5 separate regions of the Mus musculus genome follow, and regions 2, 3, 4 and 5 are each linked to region 1. The links are chromatin contacts, called in public Hi-C and promoter capture Hi-C maps. All regions are on one chromosome and are shown on one strand. The core of a region is the stretch at or near the end of the contact, and the rest is flanking DNA. Distances in the headings are between cores, read along the strand shown.

What was found. Promoter capture Hi-C pulls out the DNA fragments that hold promoters and counts their contacts. A called contact is a pair of places that touch in the nucleus more often than the background predicts.
Region 2: a contact with region 1 is called in a promoter capture Hi-C map of pre-B cells, with 2.6 times the contacts expected there. A contact is called at or near these places in 17 of 39 promoter capture datasets (the 3T3-L1 cell line, 3T3-L1-derived adipocytes, the C10 cell line and 12 more), 1 of 484 Hi-C or Micro-C datasets (B cells), 8 of 130 datasets of targeted methods (the 230-238 cell line, the NIH/3T3 cell line, T-cell acute lymphoblastic leukemia and 5 more) and 2 of 9 other capture datasets (adipose tissue and embryonic stem cells).
Region 3: a Hi-C map of B cells shows a contact between it and region 1, with 9 read pairs. A contact is called at or near these places in 3 of 39 promoter capture datasets (the 3T3-L1 cell line, cranial neural crest and embryonic stem cells), 1 of 484 Hi-C or Micro-C datasets (B cells), 10 of 130 datasets of targeted methods (the NIH/3T3 cell line, acute myeloid leukemia, astrocytes and 4 more) and 2 of 9 other capture datasets (embryonic stem cells and macrophages).
Region 4: a Hi-C map of the 63-12 cell line shows a contact between it and region 1, with 5 times the contacts expected there. A contact is called at or near these places in 2 of 39 promoter capture datasets (the 3T3-L1 cell line and cranial neural crest), 1 of 484 Hi-C or Micro-C datasets (the 63-12 cell line) and 4 of 130 datasets of targeted methods (astrocytes, large pre-B cells, pancreatic cancer cells and 1 more).
Region 5: a contact with region 1 is called in a promoter capture Hi-C map of liver, with 2.2 times the contacts expected there. A contact is called at or near these places in 3 of 39 promoter capture datasets (frontonasal cranial neural crest and liver) and 1 of 130 datasets of targeted methods (pancreatic cancer cells).

Annotation. Positions count from the first base shown.
Region 1 is chr19:9,980,268-9,984,071 of GRCm38.p6, forward strand. It overlaps Fth1 (ferritin heavy polypeptide 1), which reads left to right and starts at 2,379. Exons shown (of 4, transcript NM_010239.2): 1 at 2,379-2,716. The coding sequence starts at 2,603.
Region 2 is chr19:8,837,648-8,841,029 of GRCm38.p6, forward strand. Gng3 (guanine nucleotide binding protein (G protein), gamma 3) reads right to left here and starts at 1,599. Exons shown (of 3, transcript NM_010316.3): 1 at 1,344-1,599; 2 at 907-1,006; 3 at 1-624. The coding sequence starts at 1,005. The coding sequence ends at 496. It overlaps Bscl2 (Berardinelli-Seip congenital lipodystrophy 2 (seipin)), which reads left to right. Exons shown (of 12, transcript NM_001136064.3): 1 at 1-217; 2 at 1,929-2,137. The coding sequence starts at 2,063.
Region 3 is chr19:8,870,100-8,873,475 of GRCm38.p6, forward strand. It overlaps Ubxn1 (UBX domain protein 1), which reads left to right and starts at 1,449. Exons shown (of 9, transcript NM_001362044.1): 1 at 1,449-1,657; 2 at 1,760-1,813; 3 at 1,909-2,015; 4 at 2,119-2,188. The coding sequence starts at 1,599.
Region 4 is chr19:8,918,004-8,921,711 of GRCm38.p6, forward strand. B3gat3 (beta-1,3-glucuronyltransferase 3 (glucuronosyltransferase I)) reads left to right here and starts at 2,390. Exons shown (of 5, transcript NM_024256.2): 1 at 2,390-2,645. The coding sequence starts at 2,564. It overlaps Gm36629 (a long non-coding RNA gene), which reads right to left. Exons shown (of 3, transcript XR_003952913.1): 2 at 3,606-3,657; 3 at 596-3,314.
Region 5 is chr19:11,048,283-11,051,912 of GRCm38.p6, forward strand. AW112010 (expressed sequence AW112010) reads right to left here and starts at 2,284. Exons shown (of 3, transcript NR_102366.1): 1 at 2,106-2,284; 2 at 1-110.

The sequences.
Region 1 (3,804 bases), core at 1,129-3,628:
ACTCAAAAGAATATTCCCTATTCCAAATTTGGATAATCTTTATAGTCTTCTTAAAACTGTATAGATTTCAACTTTAAGAGTTGTATTTTTAATTCACCTGGGAGGTATTTTTAAATACGGAGTTATTCATTTTAGCCACATGACAATTGTGTGGATATTATCGGCTAAACCCATTCTTCCTTCCCTAATTTGAAATGCATGCCTTTAGTTTATATCGAGTTCCCACACATATGTGGGTGGGAGTATTTTGATTTTTCTCTCATCTTCCTGTCAGTACCAAAGTCATACTTTATTGTAATATATATGTATCTGTGCATATGCATCCCACATTTGATGATATGATAGCTATCTCCAGCCAACCTTCCCTCCCGACCTTTGTTTTCTTCAGGGTTTACAAGCTAGTCCACTGGCTCCATATGAACCTCAGAATCACGACCTGCCAAAGAGACACTGTATTTTCACATCTCTGACTCTGTTGAGTTACAGGGTTAGAGCTGACATTTGTAGTATGGAAGATGACCGACCCTTCAGGAAGATAGCACCTCCTTTCCCCAATACTTGCTTGGCTTTGTTTCGTGGTATTGGTGATCTTATTACTTGCTACTTGAGTCTCTGCTGCTAAGGTAAGTGAAAATATTTGCTCACTACCATCACCCTCTTGCTGGTCTTCCATCATATTTTTCTGATGGTGGTTACCCTTAGAAAAAAATTGCATGCATTCTACATGTGACAATGACTAGGCTGGACTCCTACCAGTTTTGTATTGATTTACAGTAATGTTCCTAAAATCAAATGGATATGATATATCCATATTACCTACAGGGTAAAGTTTAATGACTTTTTATGGCTCGCCAGTCTGACTATGTTCTTTCCAGCTCTCCCCAACATGCACTTCGTTTTTCGGGCCAACAAACACACTTTCCTTAAGGTTCCTTGAACAAGGGAAGCATTCCCATGCCTGCCCATTTGCTATTCCCTCTACTTAGAACTCCTTTCCCCACCTCCCTCCTCCACTTTCCAAAGGGAATTTGTTCATCAACTTTAGCTCAGCATCAGTCTCCTAGGGCCATCGTCCTGAAGTCTGACTCCAGGATATTTATCCAGAAGCATCCTGCAGCTAGATTACCACTGAAATCTTTCCTGAAAAGAACATATATAACGTGTAGTTTTAAAAGACTAAGTACTAGTAATGTATTTCAGTAGACGTACCTTAAAAGGGGGGAAGAGGGTTATAATCCCAGCTCTCTGACGAACCAGCCTGGCTTACACAGAGAGTCCCTGGCCAGTCTGGGTTACTGATCCAGTAACTTTGTCAATCTTGCTTCAAAACAATAACAACAAAATCGAAGTCCAACTTCCAGTTTTGAGAATATGAACAGCATCTGCTGGTTCTCCACCTGTGTTAAAGACTAGACAAGGCTGAGCACAAGTGGATGTGGATGGCAGGGCCTAGCAAGACGCAGTGGCTAATCTCTAGTTCTGCTTGCTATCCAAGAATTCGCACCCATTTTGAAGCTGGGCCACAGCTACAAGATAGACACAGTTGGCTTGTCCCTCTGCAGTTTCCTGCACCTGTCACCTGCCATTCTGCAAGCATCAACTTCACTCCAAGGACAAACCCAAAGGTTACTGAGAAAGATAAAGGAGACCATTTTGAAACAGACACACGTAGGTCACTTCTTTACTTTTCTAATCCAGAGACGTCTCTTAATTTCAAGCATCACCAGGGGCTTTCTCAGAAACCTAAATGGTTTGGCCCCAGGATTGCCCTATAGACAGACGGCTGTTGTCCTGCTCTAAGGAGAAATGCGCCTTCTTAGCCTTTGTTTTTTCAACTGTTCTCAGAGCCATGTTTGCCTTAGCAAAAAGCCGGGGTTGCTTGAGTCAGAAGAACAGGGTAGACCCTAACCTCCTCGCCAATAGTTCCCCTACTCCTCCTCTGAGCTTCTCTCCACAGATTCTGAAGGAGGGAAAGCCGCTCTTTCCCAGTCCAACTTATATGTCGTTCGCCATTTACAGCGCCACGCTTCCATTTTCCTATTTGTAAGACGAAGTCGCTGTCTGGTGTATGTCACGACTAACAACACGCACTTTGCCTAGAGTTTAGGGATATCCTGTGAGAATTGAAAATCATCCTCATCGGTACCCTCTGTGCCCATCTGGGACCCAGATGCCTCTGCAGTACGGCTAGATCCAACTACGCCCGCCCCGGGCCACAGAAACAGCGCGCTTGTTGCCAGGCACCGCTCTTGCAGAAGCTCAGAGCCCCTTGCGTCGCCTCACACTCACACAGGCTCCTCCCCGCCCGCGCCCTGCGGGTTTGGGCAACACGCCCACAGGAAGAGGCGGGGCGGCGCGGCCCGCTGCGCTGATTGGCCAGCGCTCGCCTGACGCAGGATCCCGCTATAAGTGCGGCCCGCTGTCCCCTCCTGCGCCAGACGTTCTCGCCCAGAGTCGCCGCGGTTTCCTGCTTCAACAGTGCTTGAACGGAACCCGGTGCTCGACCCCTCCGACCCCCGCCGGCCGCTTCGAGCCTGAGCCCTTTGCAACTTCGTCGTTCCGCCGCTCCAGCGTCGCCACCGCGCCTCGCCCCGCCGCCACCATGACCACCGCGTCTCCCTCGCAAGTGCGCCAGAACTACCACCAGGACGCGGAGGCTGCCATCAACCGCCAGATCAACCTGGAGTTGTATGCCTCCTACGTCTATCTGTCTATGGTGAGTGCGGCCTCCTCAGGGCCACTTGGGGAGCCGGCGGAGGGTGGGTCGGGGCGTGGCCTGCTGCGGGCTTCCCCGCCTTCCAGCGCCCTTCTGGAAAATGGAGTTTGTTCGGGGTTCTTTCCTAAGGCAGGCAGCCCTGCCGTGGCAAGTCTGAGCACATAGCACCTTGTGGCTCCTGCATAGATCAGGCATGTCATTACACCACTTTTTTTTGAAGCCTTAGGGCAGTACGACTGTCAGCCTGGCCAATCAACCCTGCAGTTAGGTGCATTTTCTGCACGCTCGTCCCCTCCGATCACGTGGCCTACAAGCTTCTCTGTTTGGTTATGCATCCTGCTCCAGTTCCTCCTGGAGTATGGCGGGTCTGCTTGGTCATGGTGTCGAGTGGCAGCCTTGGGGCCTGGTGTAAAGAGGCTTATCTCTTGTGAGCTTACTCTTGTCCCCTTCAAAGCAGCCGCCTCCACCTCTCTGCTTATCACAGAGCCTCACTTGCATTGAAACTTATCGCTAGGAATCTCCCCTTCTGTAGTTATCAGTGTCACCCCGACCTTGCATTTACAAGGCATCATGTTACTGTATTTTTCTTATTTTGCATGAGTGTGGCTTACTAACAAGTGGTAGGTACATACTTGTTGGGAAAAGCCTGCTATCAATTGCTGGACAAGGAAGTTTTCCATGTAATAGTTTCTGAAAAACAGGTTTGGGGAAGGCCTGGACTTTGAAACAGGTCCAACTTCTGTGGCTGTCATTCCTGGAATATGAATACACTGAGTGCTTAAAACTGAAAATCAAAGCTTCTCCTAATATATTTGTGCTAAAATGCAATGCCCTCAATTGTTAACAGGGCATGATGCATTAATTTTATAAATCAGTGGTTGTTTGTAGAGCTGGAAGCCTTGTGACCTTGTGTTAGCTACTTTTTACATGATTGGTGAAGGAGGAGAAAAATGGCCTCCCAATGCAGGATACTCTAGCACCCTACCTCTTAGACAAGTAGATTTGGGCTTGGCTTAAATTTTTTTCTCTGCACTAATACCGAGCCGTAGAACACTTGATAAAGCCAAGTCCCAAGGTTTGCCTTCCCA
Region 2 (3,382 bases), core at 349-2,848, 1.1 Mb before region 1:
CTCGTTTTAACAACCCCCCACTGGGGGCGCTCGGGCACCTTATACTTTGCGATCTCCAATCCTTACAATGTCTAACGGGCTCGACTGGCCCTGTTCCCTGGATATGGCAAGTGTATCGATTAAGGATCCTCTTTCCCAAGAACGCTAACACAGACGTTGTCCTCTGAGGCTCTGAATGACTTTATTCTTCAAATGCCTTTACCTTTCATAGCTCCAGGTGAGCACCCGGGCATCCCCCTCTCCATTGCCTGAACGGATGGATCACCGAGGGAAACAGGCAGGATTTTGGCAGTTTAGCGGGGTCCCTTTATAGATAGAGTAGAAGGTGCTTGGAGTTAGCCTGAAAGGGTGAGGAGATGGGGTAGACATGGGTAAGGAGGGCCTTGTGCTTCAAATAATCTCCGGGTAAATGCGGGTAGAAGTGATCTACTACAATTTCCAATCTAAGGGCGGGTCTGGGAGGGGGCGATGAGTTCAGAGGAGGTCCACCGCTCTTCAGAGGAGCGCACAGAAGAACTTCTTCTCCCGGAAGGGGTTCTCGGAAGTGGGCACAGGAGTGATGAGGGGGTCCTCACAAGCGTGGGCATCACAGTATGTCATCAGGTCTGCTGCTGCCTTGGACACCTGGAACCCAGCCAGGAAGGGATACATTAACCAGAATTCCTGAAAGGGACTGCAGTTCTCTTCTCCAATAGACTATCTTTTTGTTTCTAGTGCCCTTTGAGACAGCCCTCTCCCCCAACGCCAGTCCTCGGGAACAACTTTGCTGACAAAGCCCAGTTTCTGCCACTGACCTCAGGGTGTCAAGAAAAGAAGCATCTTTTCTTGGGGGGAGGGGGGAGGGGAGGGTATTGCAAACCCACAGCTGAGCCCTGAAGGGCTGATGGGAGCCAGGGTCGCACCCACCTTTATCCGGCACAAGCTGGCCTCAATCTTAAGCTGTTCCACCATCTTGCGTGCTTGACCAATACTCATAGTGCTGTTAACGGGGGTCTCCCCTTTCATCCTGGAGTAAAGACAGTCAGCTGAAACACTCAGCTCTTCACAACCACACACCTGGGATTGTGCCCCCATTCTCCAGTGGCCATCCCAGGTTTTTTTTTCTTTCTTTTTTTTTTTTTTTTTTAAGTAGGGAGAATGGAGAAGATAAAATGAAATATTCTCCTAACCCCTGGGTCCTGGTCATCAAATTATACAAACGATTTAAGGATTTTAAGTCTTTGAGCCAAATATGTTACCAGCAATGAAAGCCTCAGTCAGAAAGAGCCCCACCCTGATGAAATCACATCAGCCACCTGTCCCCCCTCAAGCCCTGAAGAGAAAAAAAGCTGCTTTCTACTCACCTGAAGTAACAGCAGCGGCAGCCAGGGATGTAGGGTCAGTGGGGAGGGGGCACCAAACCCTGCCTCAGATAGGTGCCCCACCCTGCCAGGACTTGGAGCTAAAAATATCCGTAGCACTGACAGTTAATGCAGAGAAGGTCACTAGAGATGCTCAGACGAGATCCTTGGAGGGGTGGTCTCAGTCTCCACAGCTTAAGTTCTGCCCAGATGGCTGGTACCTGAAGGATGAAGGATGCTAGAAGGAGCTGCTGATTCTGGCGCATACCAACTGCCTGGACAGTGGGGGAGTCAGTCTGCTGTTTGCATCCCCTGTGCACACCCTCACTGCTGCTCTCTCACTACCTGCCCCTGCCATTGTACAAGTCCTTAGTCTAAACTAGATAGCTCCCCAAAGGGCCTGAGGCAGAAGCAGGCTCCCCTCTCAAATGGGGTGGTCTGGGCCTGTGACAGCCCCTGCATTAGAGTCTGTCCCCACTGCGGAAGACCCTGCTCATTTGAAAGTCTGACATCAGCTGGGCTGCTGCTCCCCCACCCCCACCCCCACCCTGACACAGCACTTAGCACCTGAATCTTGGTTTCTTTCAGTGACCCACCGTTCTTCAGAGCTAGGAAAATGTAACACTCTACAGGTGATCAGCTTCTAGATCACCACTTTCTACCACGTGAGTGACGCGAGCTGGGAGACCCAGAGGTAACCCATCAGGAAGATAGCTAAAGAAATGATACATCAAAGAAGAGAAGCTGGGGCAAGAGAGACATGCAGAGACCAGATCAAAGGATCAGACAAAGACGAGGTAAGGCACCTTGCCACGAGAGTTAGTGTGAATGTTGTGAACACAGGTGGGCTTCTCGGAGTGGGGAGTAGGGTGGCAAGAGTTGGCACTGGGGAAATAGGGAATCGATTGGAAATTTTTCATGTAATTTGAGTGGATTACTACTATTCAAAAAGATGTGCATTGGCCTTGCCTCCTGGAGGACGTTATCCAGACGATGCCACCATCAGAAATCTAGTCTCATGGTTTTTTGTAGGGATTTTGAGGTTGGCTGCATCACGTGGGTCACAGAAGGTCAATCACGCAGCATAAAAACTGGAGACTGAAAGGGGTTGAAATGCCGCCACGCTTGACTAGCGGACGGCACCATCTGCGCACACAACACACAAGATTCAGATTCTGGCAGGGTGCAAGGCTCTCTGAGCTCCAGTTGGACTCCTACAGGCCCAAGGAACTCTACTGAATTTACAAAAAACAAACAAACAAAACAAAACAAAACAAAATCAGCATTTATTTCACACCTCCATTCAATCACACTGAAAAGACAGGTGGTAAAGGTATGGGCAGAGGGTTGTGGTTGAGGCCTGGAAAGGAGGACCAAGGAGTCCCAGACTGCGTTGGAGATTATAATGGGTCCTTTGGTCACTTAACTAAAGTGTAATGGGCAGAGACACTGGGGAGCAAAGCATTTTACAGGCTCTGCCCTCTATGCAAGGCTCAGCCCCTGTAGGCGATTGACAGTTGGGCGGGGCTTCCTCGGCAGCCGGAACTGCCTTCTGTATATTGCCTGGGCAGCGAGAGGCCGGTGAGTCTGCCTCGCCGCGGTGGCGATCTGGTGTACACCGCATTACCCCAGGGGTGGGCGCCGCAGCGTCGGCCACAGGGTGCTGTGCGGGGGTAGGGGTCACTTCCTCCGTGAGCGAGCACAGGTCCAGGCAGAGGAAAGAAACTCTTGGGAGGCAATTTTGACTGCTCTAAGGCTGCTGGCTTTGAGCCAGACTGGCCGGCTGTGCAACCTTAGGCAAGTCACTCACCTCCTTGCAAACCTCTGGCATTTTGGATCCATGTCATCTGGGTTTCGAGAGAGATTTAAAGGCCTCGTTCTCTGTACGTTATACTTCTGTGAATGTATCAAGGAGGTTTGTCCCAGGCTCCCGAAACTGGAGGAAGAGGCTGGAAGCACACTCAGTGGAGGGAGGTGAAGGAGTAATTGGAAGAGAAGCGCATGTGAAGCAATGACTTTGCTTTGCCCTGCTACCTCTAGTT
Region 3 (3,376 bases), core at 199-2,698, 1.1 Mb before region 1:
TGAGGTCTCATAGAGACCAGGGTATTCTGAAATCAAGATTTAATTTAAGGGCGGCTCAGTGGTTAAGAGCACTGGCTGCTCTTCCGAAGGTCCCGAGTTCAAATCCCAGCAACCATATGGTGGCTCGCAAACATATGCAATGAGACCTGATGCCCTCTTCTGGTGTGTCTGAAAATAGCTACAGTGTACTTACATGGAATAAATATAAATCTTTTTTTAAAAAAAGAAAGGTTTTAAGATAGCTGGGCAAGCCAGGCGTGGTGAGACACCCCTTTAATCCCATCACTCAGGAGGCAGAGGCAGGTGGATTTCTGAGTTCGAGGCCAGCCTCATCTACAAAGTGAGTTCCAGGACAGCCAGGGCTACACAGAGAAACCCTGTCTCGAAAAACCAAAAACGAAAAAAAAAAAAAAAAAAAAAAAAAAAAAAAAGATAGCTGGGCAAGATGTTTCTGGCCTTTGATCCCTGCACTCTGGATGGCAGAGGCAGACTGATATTTGAGTTTGAGATCAGTCTCTAAAGCCAGATCCATTTAGAAAGTTCCAGAACAGCCAAGGCTTCATAATGAGATCTTGTCTCAAAAAACAAAGACAGTGATAACAATGATGATGAACATAGACTCAAGCATGCTAGACCAAATCACCACTAGACCTACTCCCTAGACTCTGATAAATAACTTACTAATAATATATATAAGAGTTATTCTCCTCCCAACTTCTTTTACATACATCACCGATGGGTGTGGTGGCACACAACTTTAGTCCTGGCACTTGGAAGACTGAGGCAGGCAGATTTTTCTGAGTTTGAGGCCTGTCTGGTCTTGGTGCCAAAAGACAGAAAGAGAAGTAAAAGAGAAAACGGAAAATTAAAAAATGCAAGGAGGTGGTGGCGACACACTCTGATCCCAGTACTGCGCTCCGGAGGCAGAGGCAAGTGGATCTCATTGGATTGCAGGCCAGCCTGGTCTACAGCGCGAGTTCCAGGACAGCCAGGACTATGCAGAGAAATCCTGTCTCAAAACACCAAAAGGAAAGAAAGAGAGAGAAAGACAGAAAGAGAGGGAGAGAGAGATAAACTTTTACTGTTTATCATGAACGCCCCGACTCGTGTGCTTAGGTCAGAGGACAACTAACAGGAATCCTTTTTCCTCTGTGCTCAACCTCGTGGGTCTTAGGAATCGAACTCACATAATTAGGCTTGAAGGCAGGTGCTTTTACCCGCCGATCCATAGCCAGGCTCTCTTTTAGAATCCTAAAAGCCTGCAAACCGGCTCAAGCCTGTCTGGAGCTTCTTCCCCGTGGGTGGGTCTCCTTCCTGTCAGTTGTCCCTCCTCAAAGTCCCCGCCCACCAGGAAGGACATTTCTGGCTCTCTTCGGCACCCGTCCACCCTGCCTCCACGTGACACAAACAGACCGGGCACTTCCGCTTCCCCTCCGCTCTCCCCACTCACTGTCTACTCCCCCCTCGTCCCTGGGTCTCCCGCCCCGTGAGTTAGCGAGCGCCGGGAGGGCGGCGTCGCGGGCGGAGTCGCCCCGGGCTGACCCTTGCGGTCTTCCTTCTGGTCCCCGCAGGTCCCCGCGGAGGCGGAGGCGGGCGCCATGGCGGAGCTGACGGCTCTGGAGAGCCTCATCGAGATGGGCTTTCCCAGGGGACGCGCGTAAGGGAGCCTCCCCCTAGCCGGTGGTGGGAGGCCGCGGGCCTGGCCGGCCTGACTGTCACCATGGCTGGTGGGCGCTATTCACGGTGTTTCTGCCCCCAGGGAGAAGGCTCTGGCCCTCACAGGGAACCAGGGCATCGAGGCTGCGATGGATTGGTGAGCGGGCGACCCGCACGGGTGGCGGGAGTTTGGGAGCCGCTGGGCAAGGTGGCCTCCAGGCTAACCAACCCCTGCCTACTTTCTCCGCGCAGGCTGATGGAGCATGAAGACGACCCCGATGTGGATGAGCCTCTGGAGACTCCCCTCAGCCATGTCCTGGGACGAGAACCCACGCCCTCAGAGCAAGTTGGCCCTGAAGGTCCTGACTGGGAGACATCTTGTGATTCTAGAGACCTTGAAAGGGCCCCGAGAAAATCAGAATGATCTTATTCTAAATACTAATCCTGGTTGCTTGTTTGCAGGCTCTGGGTCTGCTGCTGGAGAAAGCAGACCCATTTTGACTGAAGAGGAGAGACAAGAACAGACCAAGAGGTGACTGGCAAGTTCAGTGTGTGTGTGTGTGTGTGTGTTTTGTTTGGAGTCTGCCTAACTCTTGCCCAGGCTGAACTCCGGATCCTCCTGCCTCCGCCTCCAGAGTGCTGAGATGTGGCCTTCACTGTGCCTTGCATTATTTTTTTGAGACGCAGTCCAGCTGTGTACCTCAGGCTGCGCTGGAACCCCGTATGCGGCCTAGGCTAAATTCGAAGCCACATTCTTCTAGTGCTGGGATTACAGGCCTGGGCCACCATAGCCCAGTGACACACTTTACCAAGGGTCATGGGTCATCTTCCTTCCTCTCAAATACAAACAAGTCTGATCATAGAACCTGACCTTTCCGGTTTTGAGGGTGTGCTGCAAGTCACCAGGAAACATCTCACATAGCTCAGGACTGGTCTCAAACTCCTGTGTGGCTGCAGATTCCCCTGAAATCCCAACTCTCTTGCCTCTCCTTTGCAAATGCAGGGATTATAGATATGCATCACTATGCCCTTTCTTTAAAAACAAAACCAACAACAACAATAAGAAAAACCCACGCTGGGCGTGGTGGTGCACGCCTTTAATCCCAGCACTCGGAGGCAGAGGCAGGCGGATTTCTGAGTTCGAGGCCAGCCTGGTCTACAAGGTGAGCTCCAGGACAGCCAGGGCTAAACAGAAAAACCAAAAAAAAAAAAAAAGAAAGAAAGAAAGAAAAACCCACAAGGGTCTATGCATGATATATTGTGCTCTACCTTTAAACTACACTTTTTTTTTTTTTTTTTTGGCTTTGTTCTGTTTTTTTTTTTTTCTTCAAGCCAAGAGTCTCTATCCCTGACTGTCCTGGAACTGGCTCTGTAGACCAGGCTGGCCTCAAACTTGAGATTTACCTGTCTCTGCCTTCTGAACACTGAGAATAAAGGCGTGCACTGCTACCACCTAGCTTGTCCTCTTTGGTTTTTCAAGATAGGGTTTCTTTGTATAGTCCTGGCTGTCCTGGAACTAACTCTGTAGACCAGGCTGGCCTCGAACTCAGAAATCTGCCTGCCTCTGCCTTCCAAGTGCTGGGATTAAAGGCGTGTGTCACCAGGTCTGGCCCTGCTTGTCCTCTTTATATTACTGTTTTGGTTTTGTTTCCTTTCCTCTGTCTTGGAGCCCGTATTCCCTTATTTTGTTAATTTCTCAGTCTAAACTCACCTTCCCACT
Region 4 (3,708 bases), core at 1,140-3,639, 1.1 Mb before region 1:
GGATTTCTGAGTTTGAGGCCAGCCTGGTCTACAAAGTGAGTTCCAGGACAGCCAGGGCTATACAGAGAAACCCTGTCGTGAAAAAAACAAAAAAAGAAAAAAAAATTGGTTTGCAATGCTGGGAATTTGACCTATGGTCATGCCCTATATCAGCATTTAAAAAATCCTCCCATTGTTATGTTGAACTTGCTAGCAAAGAGCTGGAGTCTGATAGATTGCCTGAGTTGGGAGTCCAAAGCCATTCTAGACCACAGACCCTTTCAGATAAGGATTAAAAAAAAAAACAAAAACAAAAACAAAAAACCTTTCTGGGAATGGTGGAATAGTTCAAGGACATCCTGAGATCCTGAGACTTTTAAGTTGAAGGCTATTCTGGACTAAGTCTCAAAACTATTGTTGGGAAGATTGGAGAAAGGACAAGTAGTGGATACTTGGTTACAGGAAAAAAAGTTCTGAAATTTTGTTTTGTATGATAGGGTGACTAGATAATTCCTAAATGGTTTTTACAGAGCTAAATGAAAGGAGTTTTAAATGTTTTTATTATGATGTAACATTGAAACAGAAACATAGTTACTGGTAGGAACATAGTATTTTCTTTTGTGAGTTTTTTTTTATTGAATATATGTTGAAACTATTTATTGTTCAGCAAAGAGAAACAGTTTGTGTAATAGGACAGGGTTCCAGGTAGCCTAGGCTGACTATATTTCTTTTCTCCCTTTCCCTTTCTTCCTTTCTTTCTTTCTTTCTTTCTTTCTTTCTTTCTTTCTTTCTTTCTTTCTTTCTTTCTTTCTTCCTTTCTTCCTTTCTTCCTTTCTTCCTTTCTTCCTTTCTTCCTTTCTTCCTTTCTTCCTTTCTTCCTTTCTTCCTTTCTTTCTTTTTTGAGACAGGGTTTCTCTGTATAGCTCTGGCTGTCCTGGAACTCACTCTGTAGACCAAGCTAGAACTCTGAAATCTACCTGCCTCTGCCTCCCAAGTGCTGAGATTAAAGGCGTGTGCCACCATTGCCATGCTGACCATCTTGAGATATAGTGGAGTTTACCTCCACTTTCAATGTTGTCCAGGAATTGCGGACATGTACCACTACCCCAGGTTTTTTTGGTGATAGAAACTAGTGCACATGCTGGCCAGTGGTGGTGTATGCCCCTTAAATCCCAGCAGAGGTAGACAGATCTCTTGAGTTTGCCTAGCTAGCAAAGTGAGTTCCAGAACAGTCAGGGTGGTTAAATAGAGAAACTGAAACCTTGTTTTGGGCGGGGATGGGGGTTTGGGGGTAGGGGTGGGACAAAGAAAAACTGCATATTAGACAAGCTACTTCCTGGACTAAATATGTAAATTGTTACATATCCGTGAATAAAGTATCATTGTTGTAGTGTAGACTTGGTACCCACTTTTAGCTCTGTAGTCACTTGCTGAAGAGAGGTGACCCTGAAGAAACTACAGCTCGTGGAGCGGAAAATCTAGAAGGAACTTTTAAAAATTGTCCCATGGTAATGACATAATTTTGGCCTAAAATTGGAAGGCTGATGAGATGGTTCAACAGTTAGAGCACCAAACCTGAGGTCCCAAGGCTAAAACTCCAAAGTCCTCTGGTCCTCACGAACATGTGTAACTGTTTTCAAATCCTATTTTTAATGATGATTCTTAAACACTTTAACCTCCCTTGTAGTCCACCACCCACCAGAGGTTGTGGAAAATGAAAGATACGGGGGATGTGGACATGTTTAGAAAGATTCTTTGGAGTAGCTTTTGTCTGTTGTCTGGAAATCTGCAGTTCACTTCACAGGCTAGCAGTGGCAGCTTGATCCACTCAGACATTTCATGAATCTATCAGCAGTTCAGTTCGGTAGAGTAGGGATAGCGAACACGAAGCAGCGGTGGCACAACCTAACAGACAACCAGGACAATCAGCACAAAGCAGGAGGGACCAGCAGGAATGCCATTAGAAAACATTTACATCACAACTCCTAACGGCAAAATTACAGTTTTGAAGTAGCAACAAAATGAATTTTATGATGGGGAGGATGCCAAATCATGAGGAACTGTATTAGAGGGTCCCAGTATTAGGAAGATTGAGAATCACTGGAAACGACCTAGCCAAGCACCTGGTGCGTTTTAGATTTCACTCATTGGTTGAACAAGTAATGAACAACCGTTTCTTTAAGCAGCCAATGCTGAGGCTGAAGGATGGTTGAGTGAGTCTAGAAAACTCAGTGACAAGGGTGGAGCTTGTGCTCAATTGGGAGCTTCAAGATGATTATAGAGCTAGGCCACACAAGCTCTTGGTCAGCCTGCCACGACCGCTTGACCCAGCGGATATAGCGTCAACGCCCTGAATGGCCTACCAGGAGGCGGGACCGGAAGCTGCCTGTGGGAGGGACGCCACTAGCCGGAAGTGGTCCCAGGTGTCGCTCAGAGTCCCGCGTTCCCGGGAACTAGTAAGGGAGCCTGGGGAAGGCGGGGCGCGGCCCGGGCGGCCGGGGCGGGGCCGGCGGGAGGGCGGAGGGCCGGGCGGACCTGTCCCTGCCGGTCCCGGTGGACCCCGCCTGCCCCGGTGGCACCGGCCATGAAGCTGAAGCTGAAGAACGTGTTTCTTGCCTACTTCCTGGTGTCGATCGCCGGCCTCCTCTACGCTCTGGTGCAGCTCGGTGAGCGGGGCGGGGCGGGGCGGTGTGCGGAGGGCCGGCCCAAGGCGCTGGGGATGAGACCCGCAGACAGCGGCTTCCCGCTCGCTCAGCCCTCGGGACAGCCCTCGGTGACCCCTTGTGTAGAACTCTCGGCAGTCTGCAACTCCGCGGATACCGGTCAAGCCCCAAATGACCCCGCCGCCGCCAAGCAACCTATTTTCCACCCTCCCCTTGCTCTGCCTCTCAGACCGGCTTGCTGATAGGTTTTTGAGAACCCCCTGGTTCATTGTCCCCTCCAGCTTTTGACCAGCTGTGCTCTCCCCACCTCCAGGCCATCTATTTCTCATCCTGGTTTTAGGCCAGATGTCACATCAGGACTTCCCTGACCACCTTAGCTCAAGTAACCCTTATTAGTCTTGATCTCTTTTAATTTTCTAAGTGGCCCATATCACAATTTGTAATGACTTTATTAGTGTCTACCTCTTCCACTAAAGTAGCTAGGGAGTAGGGACTGCCCCCCCCTTTTATTCAATAAATATTTGTCGTGTAATGGAATCTGTGAACTTACTGACAAGTCAGTGGTCACGTGACCACGGAGCGCCTTGAATCCAGCCTTTTATGTGGGAGCTTGGTAAACGCTTTTCAGGTAGTGCCATTACAGGAGAGCCTCTAGTTCAGACTGTTATATTCCTTATGTGTGGAAGGTAAAATTAGGATCAGAAGGTAGAAAGGACAGAAAGGCTGACAGATAATCGTCGAAATGTACTAGTGAAAATAGTGGCAGGGCTGAGGGTGTAGCACAGTGGTAGAACACTCACAAGTGTAAGGCCCTGGGTTGGAGCCCCAGCAAAGAAAAATAGAGTGACAGATGGAACTGGTTAAAATTGAAGAGTTGAATGTTGTGGCACACCGTTTGGGAAACAGGTCAGTGGGTTAAAGGTCTGAGGTCAGTCAGCTTGGAGCCATTATAGCAAGACCTACCTTAAAACAGTAACACAGTAACAGTGAAAGGTGAAGAGTCTCTGACACCATTCTAAAAAAAAAAAAAAAAGCAAGTTACAAGGGAATTTCTGTATTGGCTAGG
Region 5 (3,630 bases), core at 1,034-3,533, 1.1 Mb after region 1:
TTGGCTTGATGGCAGAAGACTTTAACGACGTTCTTAGAAGACTTATACGCCAGGTATTGTTGCATCAGGCAGATGATGAGCACACCACCAAAGATAAATATCAGAGGGATCTGGAAGCAGATCAGATGAATAGGACGTGAATACTGACCTGAAATGTCTGAGTTTGAACTGTGGCTTTGCAATAGACCATGTTTATGGCTTTGGTAATTCTCCCATTCTCTCTCAAGTTCATGGGTAAAAAGTCTCTCTGAGTCTTTGGGAGTCTCCAGGGTAGATGAAAAAGAATGGTTACTTTACTCCCTTTCAGCCAGTGCCTCAGGAAAGAAGAACCATTGCTGAGGTAAGCTCCTTGGTATTTCCTCAGAGAGAGGCAGGAAGCCTTAAGGGTGTGTTTTGTACTGGGAGAAGGAAAAGGCTGGGAGCCTGTTACCTTCCAGAAAGAGACTGCCCACAGTCTGACTACTTTGCAGAAGGGTCTGGAGCTGAGGCAGTGAAGGTGAGTAAGACCACAACTTGATTAGGAAAAACACCCATGGAAGGAGTTACAGAGACAAAGTTTGGAGCTGAGACAAAAGGATGGACCATCTAGAGACTGCCATACCCGGGGATCCATCCCATAATCAGCTTCCAAATGTTGACACCATTGTACACACTAGCAAGATTTTGCTGAAAGGACCCAGATGTAGCTGTCTCTTGTGAGGCTATGCCGGGGCCTAGCAAACACAGAAGTGGATGCTCACAGTCAGCTATTGGATGGATCACAGGGCTCCCAATGGAGGAGCTAGAGAAAGTACCCAAGGAGCTAAAGAGGTCTGCAACCCTATAGGTGGAACAACAATATGAACTAACCAGTACCCCCCCCCGGAGCTCATGTCTCTAGCTGCATATGCATCAGAAGATGGCCTAGTCGGCCATCAGTAGAAAGAGAGGCCCATTGGTCTTGCAAACTTCATATGCCTCAGTGCAGGGGAACGCCAGGGCCAAGAAGAGGGAGTGGGTGGGTAGGGGAGTGTGGGGGGGAGGGTATGGGGGACTTTTGGAATAGCATTGGAAGTGTAAATGAAGAAAATACCTAATTAAAATAAAATAAAAATTAAAAAAAAAAAAAAGAAATTCTTCGCTTTGCATACCTCTGGCTCTTTATTTAAACTCCATGTTAGAAACTGAGTGATAAGCCCAGGTGGGGCCAAGTCACTGGACCCCTTTGCTCTGCTTCTCAATGAAGTCACAATGAATTCATTTTTTTCTACCTTCCACTCTTATTTGTTTAGTTGGCCCATTAAGGACTGGGTAGATGAATCTGGATTGCTTGAGCCTGGACTCTGACCCTGACAATTCTAGGTGCAGTCTGGAGCAAAACAGAGAGGCTCCTCTGGGTAAGAGTAGGATGTGAGGTCATGGACAAGAACAGTCAGAAAAGTGAGATGGTTAAAGGCTAGAGGGGGAAGGCAAAGCTAACATGGAGAGAGCAGGGCCTGTATCAAATGTTTTTTTCTAGGGCAGAGGAAGATTCTAACTACATACAGGGTGCCTCATCTTCAGAAGAGGGTACAGACTCCTGCCATTGTTCTGAGCTTTTAGAGAAAGCTAGATCATTAAAAAGTCTGCTGGGCTGGAACAGAGCTATTTTAAAAGGGGAAGGAATTAAGGCCTCTGCACGTTGAGAAAAAGTCAGTGAAGTGATCCACAACTGAGGAGAAAATCAGAAAGAACTTACACAGGAGGACCCAGGAGAAACTTACGCTTAAGTCCTTTGCTTTGTCCTTTCCAGATATTTCCGTGTGCGTGTGTGTGTGTGTGTGTGTGTGTGTGTGTGTGTGTGTGTATTTCCCGCAGCGCCTGGCTGGCCCTTCATATGCCTACCTAGTGCTGTCTCCTCTCTACATCCCAGGCTTAGAATTGAGTTCTGTGGTGTCAGACAGGAGATACCCACCCCACAAGAACTATATCTTCCTGGAAAAACAGACTTAGAAATAATAACAAACTAAATGCAAGCTTTCAAAGACAGAAGGTGACACTCATTCTCTCCAGTAAGCTGGGATGAGGCCTTCCATGGGCCTTCTTACCCACTATAGATTTCCCCTTACAGATCAAGAGGTACTTACGGGAGACATCTTGCAGCTCAGGTTGTCTGCTAGACTCCTGCTGATCTTCTCTTTGGTTTTTTATATAAAGTTTGAGAATGTCAGTTTCACTTTCCCTTTGAATTGCTTTGGGGCACTATTTGCTAAACAGGAGTGGACTGAAAAACCCCGAGTCTGAGAGAAGTTTACACAATTAGTTGGCCTATCCCACAAACAAACAGGAAGATCTGCAAACACAGCCCAAGAGCCTTTTCCCACTTGGGAAATTCCTTGCTTGGAACACAGTACAGTGTTGCCTGAGACAACTGCTTCATCCTTGGCTATGGAAATAAGCAGACATAATATGATATTTCAATGATTTAAAGCAAATGCTGATTTTTTTTTTTTTTTTTTTTTGGTAAGAGTAACACAAGTACATGGGTCAGTGGATATTCTTCAGGGCTCTCTAGGATGTGGTTTCAGGCAGGACACAGGATTACACTCAAGCGTGTATCTCCTGTGTTTGCATTTTCATCGTGGGTTGTAGGTTAAAGAATTAGCAGATGTGAATACAAGGAGAGTTCACTATTATACTGCCAGAAGCCAGAGGCTAGGAGAAGCCTGGAGGAGACTCTCCTCCCAGTCCTCCTGAAGGATGGAGCCTTGCTGACACCCTGAACTCAGACTTCCTGCCTCCAGAACCAAGGGACAATAGGTTTAATGAGCTCTCCTGTTGGTGCCACCTTGTTATCGTTGCTAAAAAGCCCATAGAGTGTCTGTGAAAGATCTTGTGTAGTGACAGGGAAGCAGTCACTGCTGGCACAGCCAGCTGACTGGTCAGATTGGGAGTAATAGAGGTGACATGGAAATATAAGGAAGAGGAGGCAATCCCCAGCAGAGACAGAAGGCCCCGCTCTCCATAGGGTGTGGTCCTTTGAGTGAGACCCCCCCACCTCATAAATTAAAAGCTTGGTTCCTGGTTGGGAACTGTTTGGGAAGAATTAGGGGGTGTAGCTTTGCTGGAGGAGGTGTGTCCCACTGTGCACATTCTCTCTCTTATTCCCTCTCTCCCTTCCCCCGATCCCCTCTCTTCTTCCTCCGCAGGAAGTACACTCTTAACTACCGCTCCAGTGCCATGCCGGCCTGCTTGATGCCCTGCTTCCCATTATGATGATTGCAGACTGTAACTCTCTGAAACTGTGGGCCTCCAAATTAATTAATTAATAAATAAGTTAATTAATTAAAATCAGTGGCCTTGGTCATATGTCTCTTCAGAGCAATAAAAAACAAAACAAAACACAACAATGAAGATAGGTGGAGGTTATCAAGTTGACTGGCAGGTCAAGAGAGCTGTCACTCAACATTGATCTTGGTCCCTTGCCTCTGAGGAGGAGGAGTGAAGGGCTTTTAGACTGGGTTGTGAGGCTCCAGAATGGAGACCCATTCTCTGTGTCCTAGGGCTCTGAGAGGGTGAGTGTATTCTAACTCAAGGAACTCGGGACATCTTTGCACTTGGAGGAAATCAACTAAAGACTCTGAAAGAGCTTATAAGGATTCCGTTTTTTGA